Regions from separate parts of the Zea mays genome. Here region 2 is linked to region 1. Evidence: chromatin contacts called from public Hi-C data. All regions are on one chromosome and are shown on one strand. The core of a region is the stretch at or near the end of the contact, and the rest is flanking DNA. Distances in the headings are between cores, read along the strand shown. Region 1 holds the start of LOC100193728. Region 2 holds the start of LOC100193333.

Region 1 (4,370 bases), core at 1,481-3,980:
GAAAAGCCAACATGTGTTTTAAGAATTAAGAGTAACAACCAACCTCATTATCAGTTCCATGCCCGAGTTGACCATATTGGGGAAGACCTGCTGTACTGAATAACAAAGAATAAAATACTGCCTCAAAAAAAACTGATGAACAACACATCCACTAACACAGCCGAAGCAGATACTAATAAAAACGGTTGAAGATTTGTAGTTTTAGATCTCCAGCAAAGACATACAGTATAGAAGAGCCTTCCACAGATGACAACCAGGCAGTAAAATCAGCCCCACATGCAACGTTGGTTGCTTCCGCAACGATACAGGACACTGGCGATGACTCAATCTCTGCAGCAATTGAAGAATCACAGTAAAATAGCAACATGTAAGATCGAAGAGGGGAAAGATCTCCACAAGATTCGACCAATTATTGATCCTGGAAAATGATAATACCACTATGCTGAAAGTTAAGTTTATCAATTGCCCCACAGACACTAGGGGCAAAAGGAGTGTACGAAATGCCATTCCCAACATGTAATCAAAGATAATTCAAGTTCACATCAGATGCTACATCAAAATACTAGCGGTTTCATCCAGCATAAGGGGAAAAAAGAAACTATTAAAATATCAAAATGTTTGCAGAGTGTATCATGATTGTTTAAACTTGAAAAACGTAACAATATGTTAGCACTTAGCACCAAAATGATGTGTGTTGGCACCTCTGTGACTACTCACAGGCAATAAGAAGTGAAAGGTACCAACCATTCCTTAAGGAACCCGTCCCTAACTGTCCATGCTTGTTATGACCGAAAGATAAGGATTTGCCATCATCAGTTACAACCACTGTATGGTTTCTTCCAACACATGCTTTGATGATTTTGTATCTGCAGGTTTAACAAGTGTATGTTAATATCTTTGAACACAAAGAATGTTCAACGGCTTCAAAACAATCATATTAGTAATACTATCTAATTAGCTCGCGAGTTTACCAATACTATAGCCAGCTATTAATAATAAAACTGCAGGTAAAGAGTTTTCTGTTGTAGGCAAATAAACTATCTTACTTTGATAGTTGAGAAACAACAGTCGGCAGGTTACGCAGAAGAGTATCTCCATGCCCTAGCTGTCCCTTCTGCTAGAAGGTTTCAGTGTTAAGCAATAAATACAATAAGTGTAACTGACTATACAGATTTATACCTCGTTGCGACCCCATGTATAACATTTGCCTCCAGCATCTAAAGCAACACAGTGGCAAGCAGCTGGGAAAAATGTTAAACCAAGTCATTAGCAAAGGCTGAGAAGTATATTGAACAACTGTTGAATTCAAATTCCGATAACTGAAAGCAAATACAGAACGTAGTAAAGCATGTAGCATTCAATATACGATTACAATAGTACCTCGATTTATTCACCAATCAAATCAAGCAAGAGGTGATTTTTAGAATAAAAGAACAGTGTATTGGATGGTTTCCATCTCAATCAATCTCCGTTCCACGCCTTTACAATTACAACCCCCAGCCCCCTATCACTCGCATGCTGCAATTAGTGAGGACTTTGTCGGAGTGTGTAAGCCATATCAGCCTCTCACGTCGGCATGTCACTGCCAAGCCATCATCTGCATGCCGCCAACGAGCACTCCTGACCTCCTCGATGCCTCTGCTCCACCCGTCCACGTGCACAGAGGGAGAGGGGCAAAGAGTGGCGGGTTGGCTGCATTGGAGGCAAAGCGACAAGAGGTAACGGCAATGTACTCCGACATTTAGGTCTCCCACCACTCCCCTTCGTTTCTTTTTGTCCAAGCCGACCGCCCCATTTGTATTCGTTCAATCACCCATCCCCCTCGCCCTGCAGGTGCCATTTTTTGGGGGCAAGTAACCCAGCCCAGCTCATTCCATCTGTATCTATTTAACACCCCAACCGCCAAAAAATGCAGCTATTTCAATTACATATTTTGGTGAAATTACATGATAAAGGGTAGGGGTGCTGAAGAAGTTACAATTATGTAGTCTTTGCATATTGTTTCGAACTAATCTTCTCAACATTGGTGCAACTAAGGCTGTACTGGATAGTTATACCCAAAATGGTACCACAAAGACCTATTTTTTATCCCCCAAAAAAATCCTTTACAGACTTGCAATCCAGACAGATCGAATGATCCAATCCCTAAACGAATCTAAAGTCCAGACAAGGACCACAGACCAACTGGACCTGCTTTCGTTTGATTGCATATATGATCATAAACTAATCTAAACCTTTGTAAGCATCAACGGGTTCCAGCACCTCCCGTGCTGCCAAAAAAAAATGACGCGCACATCATCTCAAATGCGGGCAAGGAAGACGGGACTCACTGCATCCAGAGGCAACGAAGCGGATATCAACGCCCACGAGCGGCCGCAGCCGAGTCGGCGACACCAGGTTGCCCTGCGCCCCGCCCACCACCTTCCGACCCATGGCGTCGAAGCTCGTCCCGCCGCAGTACAGCAGCTCCCAGCCGGAGCCGCTGTCCTTCGCCTCCGTCTTCTCGTCGCCCTCGGTGGCGGCAGCGGCAGCGGCGTCCTTCTCGGGCTCGGTGCTGGCCGACATTATCGCCAACGGCAGTGGCGGCGGCGGCGGCGCAGGATTTCGATCGGGAACCCTAGATTTGGTACGAGGAGGAGGAGCCGGGGGGAGCAAGCAAAGGTGGGATTTGAAACAAGCGACACTCAAGATTGAACTTTTCACAAGCAGGTGTGCGCTATGTGGATATATAGTACTGCACTGGGTTCGGCTAGTGGAGCCGGCTATTAAAAGACGACCTGGAGATATTTCAAAGGTGCCACGTCTACGAGAATGACTTGTGGGGCAGTGCTAGTAGGTGGACCGCTTGTCAACGACTGGTTCTCTACGACGGCGGGCGGCGGTAGTGCGGCTACCGTTAATTTCACATGGCCATGGCCCATGGTGGTACGGTTTTTTTTTTCCTTTTTCAGGGGTCTCTTACAATTTTGTTTCTATAGTTTTTTTTATTCGTCATCATGATATATGTGCTAGTCATTTTTTCTAAATTTAACTGTAATTATAAAAAATCAACGCGATCGACCATGTCTTTTTGTGTCCATCAACGAAATCAATCTGCAATTTGTCCGATCGACAATTTTAGGCCATGTTTGGTTTCAATTAGTCTTAGGACTAAATTTTAGTCCCTACTTGTTTGGTTATAAGGACTAAATAGATTCTAAAGTCATTAAATATATTGTCCAAAGACTCAAATGCTCTTGGAATACACTTATGTGGGCTTTTAGTCTCTTTTAGCACCTATGTGAAGGACTAAAAACTAAATCATTTTAGTCTATATTTTAGTCCTAGTGTTTGGCAAAAAAGGGACTAAATGGGACTAAAAACTAGAGACTAATATTTAGTCCCTCTAACCAAACACCCCCTTATTTTCAATCAGCTGGTGTATGACTTTTATGTTGATTTATTTAAAATCAATATAACTTTATTTTAGTTACAAAAACGCTAGTAACCCTTACCTTATGTGAAACTCTCATGTTTTAAATCCTAGTTCTGTGTTTTTCACGTCCACATGTTCATACAAATATATAGAATAGTTTTACAACCGTTGTAGCTTATGTTTATACCTTTTCTGTGCATATGTTGCACGGTTCAAATATTAAATTTGTGCTTCTTATGAGAATCATAGGCTTCGACTCCTTTTCACATCCGTTCAACGCATTGGCATGTTAAGCTACAGCCTTGGATGATACGGATCACATATGCGTCATAAAAAAAATAAAAACTCGTGATTTGTGCAAATAGAAATTGTCAAATCAGATGGTATAACAAACATTAGTCAACAAGAGTACGATGTGACATTCTCGTTCAAAGCTATGAAGACGTCTAACCCCAACCCGATGCAAACATTTGATCACACTCATTTGAAAGCTTCAGTGACTTCCTCTTCCCCTAGCCATCTATCTTTCGTTTCAATAATTGTTGGTGCCTTCGCCATGGCTTCAAGGAGGTTGTTTCCTCCTATTGGCGTAGCAGGTCCCCTCTCCACCGACCCTTTGTTGCGCCTCAAGAGGTTACGGAGGGCCGCTAGGTCCTAGAGCAGAACCCTGTGTACAATGGATTAGTGCGGGAATGATTGTTCGATTGTCATATGGTTCTGATAGTCGCCTAGAGGGGGGGTGAATAGGGCGAAACTGAAATTTACAAAAATAATCACAACTACAAGCCGGTGTTAGCGTTAGTAATAATAAATGAGTCCGCAAGAGAGGGCGCAAAACAAATCGCAAGCAAATAAAGAGAGTGACACGTGGATTTGTTTTACCGAGGTTCGGTTCTTGCAAACCTACTCCCCGTTGAGGAGGCCACAAAGGCCGGGTCTCTTTCAACCCTTCCCT
Region 2 (4,685 bases), core at 2,007-4,506, 140 kb before region 1:
ACACAATGCCACCCACAACGCTCTGCATCAGCCATTGCAGCCTACAATAAAATATTCACACTAAGAACATTCCTACCTAGTTATCCTGACAACCGAGTCCTCTTGGCCAGACAGCAGTGACATAGGTTCACAAAAGTATAGCCAAACAATTAACCAAAAAGGGGATAAGTCCAAGTTTGTAGCATTAACACGAAGTTGCTGACTATTGAGTCTACCCGGTTGTTCTTCACTTTTTTACTGTCATACTACTTCTGAACATTAATGAAAATTTGTTACCAAAAATTGAATGGACTGCAGTGCATGCATTCAATGCACCTCTAGAAAACAAAAGGTGAATTTGCACTTCAATTCTTGATATTCGCTACAGGCTTGCAGCAAAACCAAGAACACATGGCAGGGTTATTCTGCAAACTAAAAGGTAGGACCTAACCTAACCATACCTCAAGTTGGTTTGCTTTTATGTAATCCCACAGATATTTCAGGGCAAAATCGTGAGGAAATGTTCCATCTGTTCCAATGAACTTTGCTAGTGCGTCAGAAATAACTATGGAGGGTTGATCAATGGAACGTCCAGGTTGAGGAGACATGGTGGGAGCCTTCATTCTTTTTACTTCATGAAGTTGACCTTCTGCAATGTCATTAGGAAGCACTTGAGCAAATTCCAGGACTGAACTTTAGTAATGCAAACATAAAGTAGCATATGTTGATCAAAAGAAATAGAAGTCTGTACTTGGGTCAAGTGGGGTTATGTGCTTAGCCAATAATTTATTCATTTTAAACATGTCGGTGTTGTCAGTTTCAAAAACCACACGAAGTTCGTCATTGCAAATAATCTTCCTTTTGTCATCAGGATCTTGAAGATTGTTCTGCCTGATATATGCCCAGAGCTGCTTCACAATCTGAATAAAGACTAATATTTATTTTCTAGACTCTATAGAGTCAATCATTCAAAGAGTACCAGAAGAGTACAGAGTGTGTAAATTTCTATCACAATGAAATTTAGTACCTGAGTTCTTGACATGGCAGTCTCACCAACAATGGTCTGAAGTTCAGGTGAAATTGCGCAAACTTTATTTAAACCACCAGGTCCACCTCTTTTTCGCTTAGAAGAACTAGAAGAAATCACACACAAATCACTAATCAGTCAGTTTCATAAAAGGAAACGAACCAAGATACTATAGTAGAATACAAATCAGTTGACATGCTGAGTAGTGAGTTAGGTTTCAGAAACAGATGAGCAATCGTGACCAGCGAAACAGAACAACCAATAAAGGAATGTTGGTCAAATACAATAGTCCTCAACATACTCCAAAGAACAGACCCAGTGTTGGCGGCTCCTATATGAGTGGAGTCTGGAGAAGGAATAACCGAGGCAAACATTACCCCTGCATTTTTGCAGTGAGGCTACATCAAACCCAGGACCTTTGGCTAAGTGGAGAAGTTTCTCAACACTGTGTCAAGCCTAACCTTCTTTACTCTCCACACAAAACAGACTAATTTCAGGACCTGCTGTCCTGTTCCCGTAGTACTGTGCGACAGGTTGCACAACCTTAGCCAATACATCTCAAAGAACATTGGTGCAAAAGGTGCATGCAACCACATCAAATCAGAGAAGAAAATGACTCTTACTAAAAAAATTAAGTGTTAAGGATGAAGATGTCAGTTGCAAATAATACATATGAAAACTGAAGTAGAGTACTTAACAGTTACATTTTGTTTTTTATTTTAGTTTATTTTTTGCACGGGGGCACTATAAATGTCTGCAGATGACTTGAGCTGTCTACTGGGACCATTTCATGCAGAGACAAGCCACAAATAAGATTCAAACAAACAAGAAAATGGTCAATTATAATTGTTCTCAGGAAGCGGAAAGAGGTGTTATAAATCCAAACAAATTCATGAAACACAACATGCTTCCTGTGCTTGGCTGATTGTACCTTTTTAGTAAACTACTAATCTGCAATTTTTGTAGCTTATAAGTGTATAGAGAAAATTGGCCTTTTTCTGTTTTCCAAAAAATATTTTTGGAAGCACAAAATATGCATGGTAATAGGCTACAGGCTGTCAACAGAATGACGTCTGAATTCTTCTCTTTGACCAATACCGTTGAGTTGAAAGATGTTGACAACAAAACTACAATTTAAACAGTTACTGATCCATTACTTAAAGTTAAAGGGGCAGAAAATGTCGTCCTAAGTTAACATATCCTGAACACTACAGTACATAGGAACCAGTTGAACTGAACCTGACACAACCAATAAGAAGGTCAGAAATCAGAACCCGAAACCCTAACCTTAGCTTAGCCAGAAGCAGAACAAAACCATTTCATCACAATATAGAACTCGAATCCTCAATATTAACAACCCTAACCATGCGAATCGACGGACTAGATTTCCGCACCAATCGACAGAGTACATACAAATCACCAAAATCCGCGGAACGCAAACCCTAATTCCATCGACAACTCACCTTTCCTTGTTGTCGCCGGCGACCTGCGGTGCAGCGGTGGGGGAAGCAGTGCCCCCAGCCCCAGGGGCTGGCTGCTGGAAGGAGACGGTCCCACCCGTGGCGGCCCCAGCGAGGCCGGTGGTGTAGCGGAAGGCGAGCGGCGGCGGCGGGTAGAACGCCATGGCCGGCGGCGCGGAGACCACAGGGACGGGAGAGATGGCGGGGAGCTGGTGAATGGTCTGGAACATGAGCTGCGGCTGAAGCGGCGCGAGCTGCTGCGGCTGCATCTGCTGAGCCGAAGGCGGTGCCTGCGGCAGAACCTGATGCTGAGGCTGAGGCTGAGGCACGGCGTCCGCGGGGGCAACGACGGCCTGAGGCGGGGGAGGCGCCAGCTGTGGCGTGGTCAGCGGCTGCGGCTGGAGGCGCGGGCCGAAGAAGAGGTCCATCTGGTCGCGGATAAAGCCCGCCTTGTGGGAGAGGTCGACGCCGAGCGTGGCCTCCGCCTGCTGCAGCACGGCGGTGAGCGAGACCTCCCCGGGCCCGCCGGCGGAGCCTCGGAGGACGGACTCGACGCAGCTGGCGATCTCCTGGTCGGACACCATGGCGGGAGCGTGGGGAAAACCGGAGAACTCAAATCACGCAAAAACCCCGCCTCCCTCCCGCGATTCTCCTCTCTCTCTCTCTCTCTCTCTCTCTCTCTCTCTCTCTCTCTCTCTCTCTCTCTCTCCTCCGCCCCTTCTCTGTGTCACTGGCGCTTGGTCTCTCCCCTTTGTCTCTCTATCTCTCTCCTCGGCCTCTCCCTCTCTCCTGGCCCCTCAGTCTAGGCTCTTGCCCTATGTTTTGTTATTTAGAGCAAATTTCTTCGGGAGCGATGAAAATAAGATGAGGGAAAAGGACAGGTCGCTAAGCACACCTCCTATCCTCTTACGCGGCTTCTGATGTCGTGGGCTGCGGGAGGATGGGCCCACGTGTCATTGGCATGGGTGGGAATGGGGCTCCGTGTCGAGACCAGGAGGATGCAGCAGGCGCTGTGCGCAATGACGAGAGTGCCCACAGTTTTCTTATGCGATTGTAAAGGGGTTTCTGCGCAAAAAGACCCGCCCCGGGCCCGGGATGCCTAACGAGCGTCGAGCGCCAAGGTGAGGAGAGGTCATGGGCTGGGCCGCGATGGGCCGCGATGCATGCGGATGGAACGGAATCACTTGGGCCCTCTTTCCTCTTGCACTTTTCTTCTAAAAATACGATGCGCCGGAATAACGTACTACAGTACATAAAAATTAATTTTTAAAAAAACTATTTTATCGTGCACAACTTTCATAAAAAATCAGTTTTTCTATTTTAATTATAAAACCGGACATATATCCTCTCTCATCGCTAAAAACCGAACACATGACATCTCTAGACGTTCCTTCGTTCTCTTTTTCTTTTATGTTTATTTTGACTAAATAATTTTTATAAAATAAAATAAATCACGTAAAAACATAAAATAAAGAATCAATTTTATAGAACTCCACATGAATATATATATGTATAATGAATATATGATATAATATATTTTATTATAAAATTTAATCTATAAGCTTGTATATGTGTTTTCTATAATTAATTTATAGCTGCAGTTTTTATGATCCAGATGTGGTAAAAATATGGTGAACAAATCATTGCATGTTTTGACTATACATAAAAATTCATATTTATTGGACCATGTATAACTTATCTAGATAAATCTATAACTCGGTCATATATTATCCAACGAGCATCAAAATTTTATTAAACTCTATACGAGTAAATCTACATAAGAAACTATATAATGGGAAAATATCATATGCAATCACTTATCCTGGTGCAAGCATGCAATCAAGCGATCTGGTGCATCCGATCTAGATCTAATGGTAACTGTTATTTTACATTTAACCCCTTCCACCTGAAACCTAATGTCTATTTTACATTTAACCACTTCCATATGAAACCGTTGGATATAGACTGGATGCTCTGGATAGTTTAATTGCGCGCTTGCACCAAAATGAGTGATTGCACAGGATATGTCCTCCTATATAATTTAGTATAGAACTTACTTTGTAGTCTTAGATCCATACTTTTCTATAATTAATTCGTGGTTGCATTTTCTGTGTTCCAATTATGATGAAATCTTGAGTGCAAACTTCAAGCTTCACCTACAGCTTGAACTGCAAGCTTCACCTACAATCGAGTAGTGACAAAAGGGAAGTTCTGTAACT

The links. Hi-C and Micro-C count contacts between places; a contact is called where the count stands out from the background.
Region 2: a Hi-C map of bundle sheath shows a contact between it and region 1, with 1.6 times the contacts expected there. The contact joins the promoter of LOC100193333 here to the promoter of LOC100193728 in region 1. A contact is called at or near these places in 2 of 25 Hi-C or Micro-C datasets (bundle sheath and leaf).

What each region holds. Positions count from the first base shown.
Region 1 is chr10:149,249,861-149,254,230 of Zm-B73-REFERENCE-NAM-5.0, reverse strand. LOC100193728 reads right to left here and starts at 2,730. Exons shown (of 16, transcript NM_001138816.2): 1 at 2,331-2,730; 2 at 1,180-1,241; 3 at 1,047-1,114; 4 at 745-866; 5 at 225-330; 6 at 44-95. The coding sequence starts at 2,565.
Region 2 is chr10:149,389,956-149,394,640 of Zm-B73-REFERENCE-NAM-5.0, reverse strand. It overlaps LOC100193333, which reads right to left and starts at 3,256. Exons shown (of 6, transcript NM_001138469.2): 1 at 2,470-3,256; 2 at 1,007-1,112; 3 at 731-899; 4 at 441-628. The coding sequence starts at 3,050.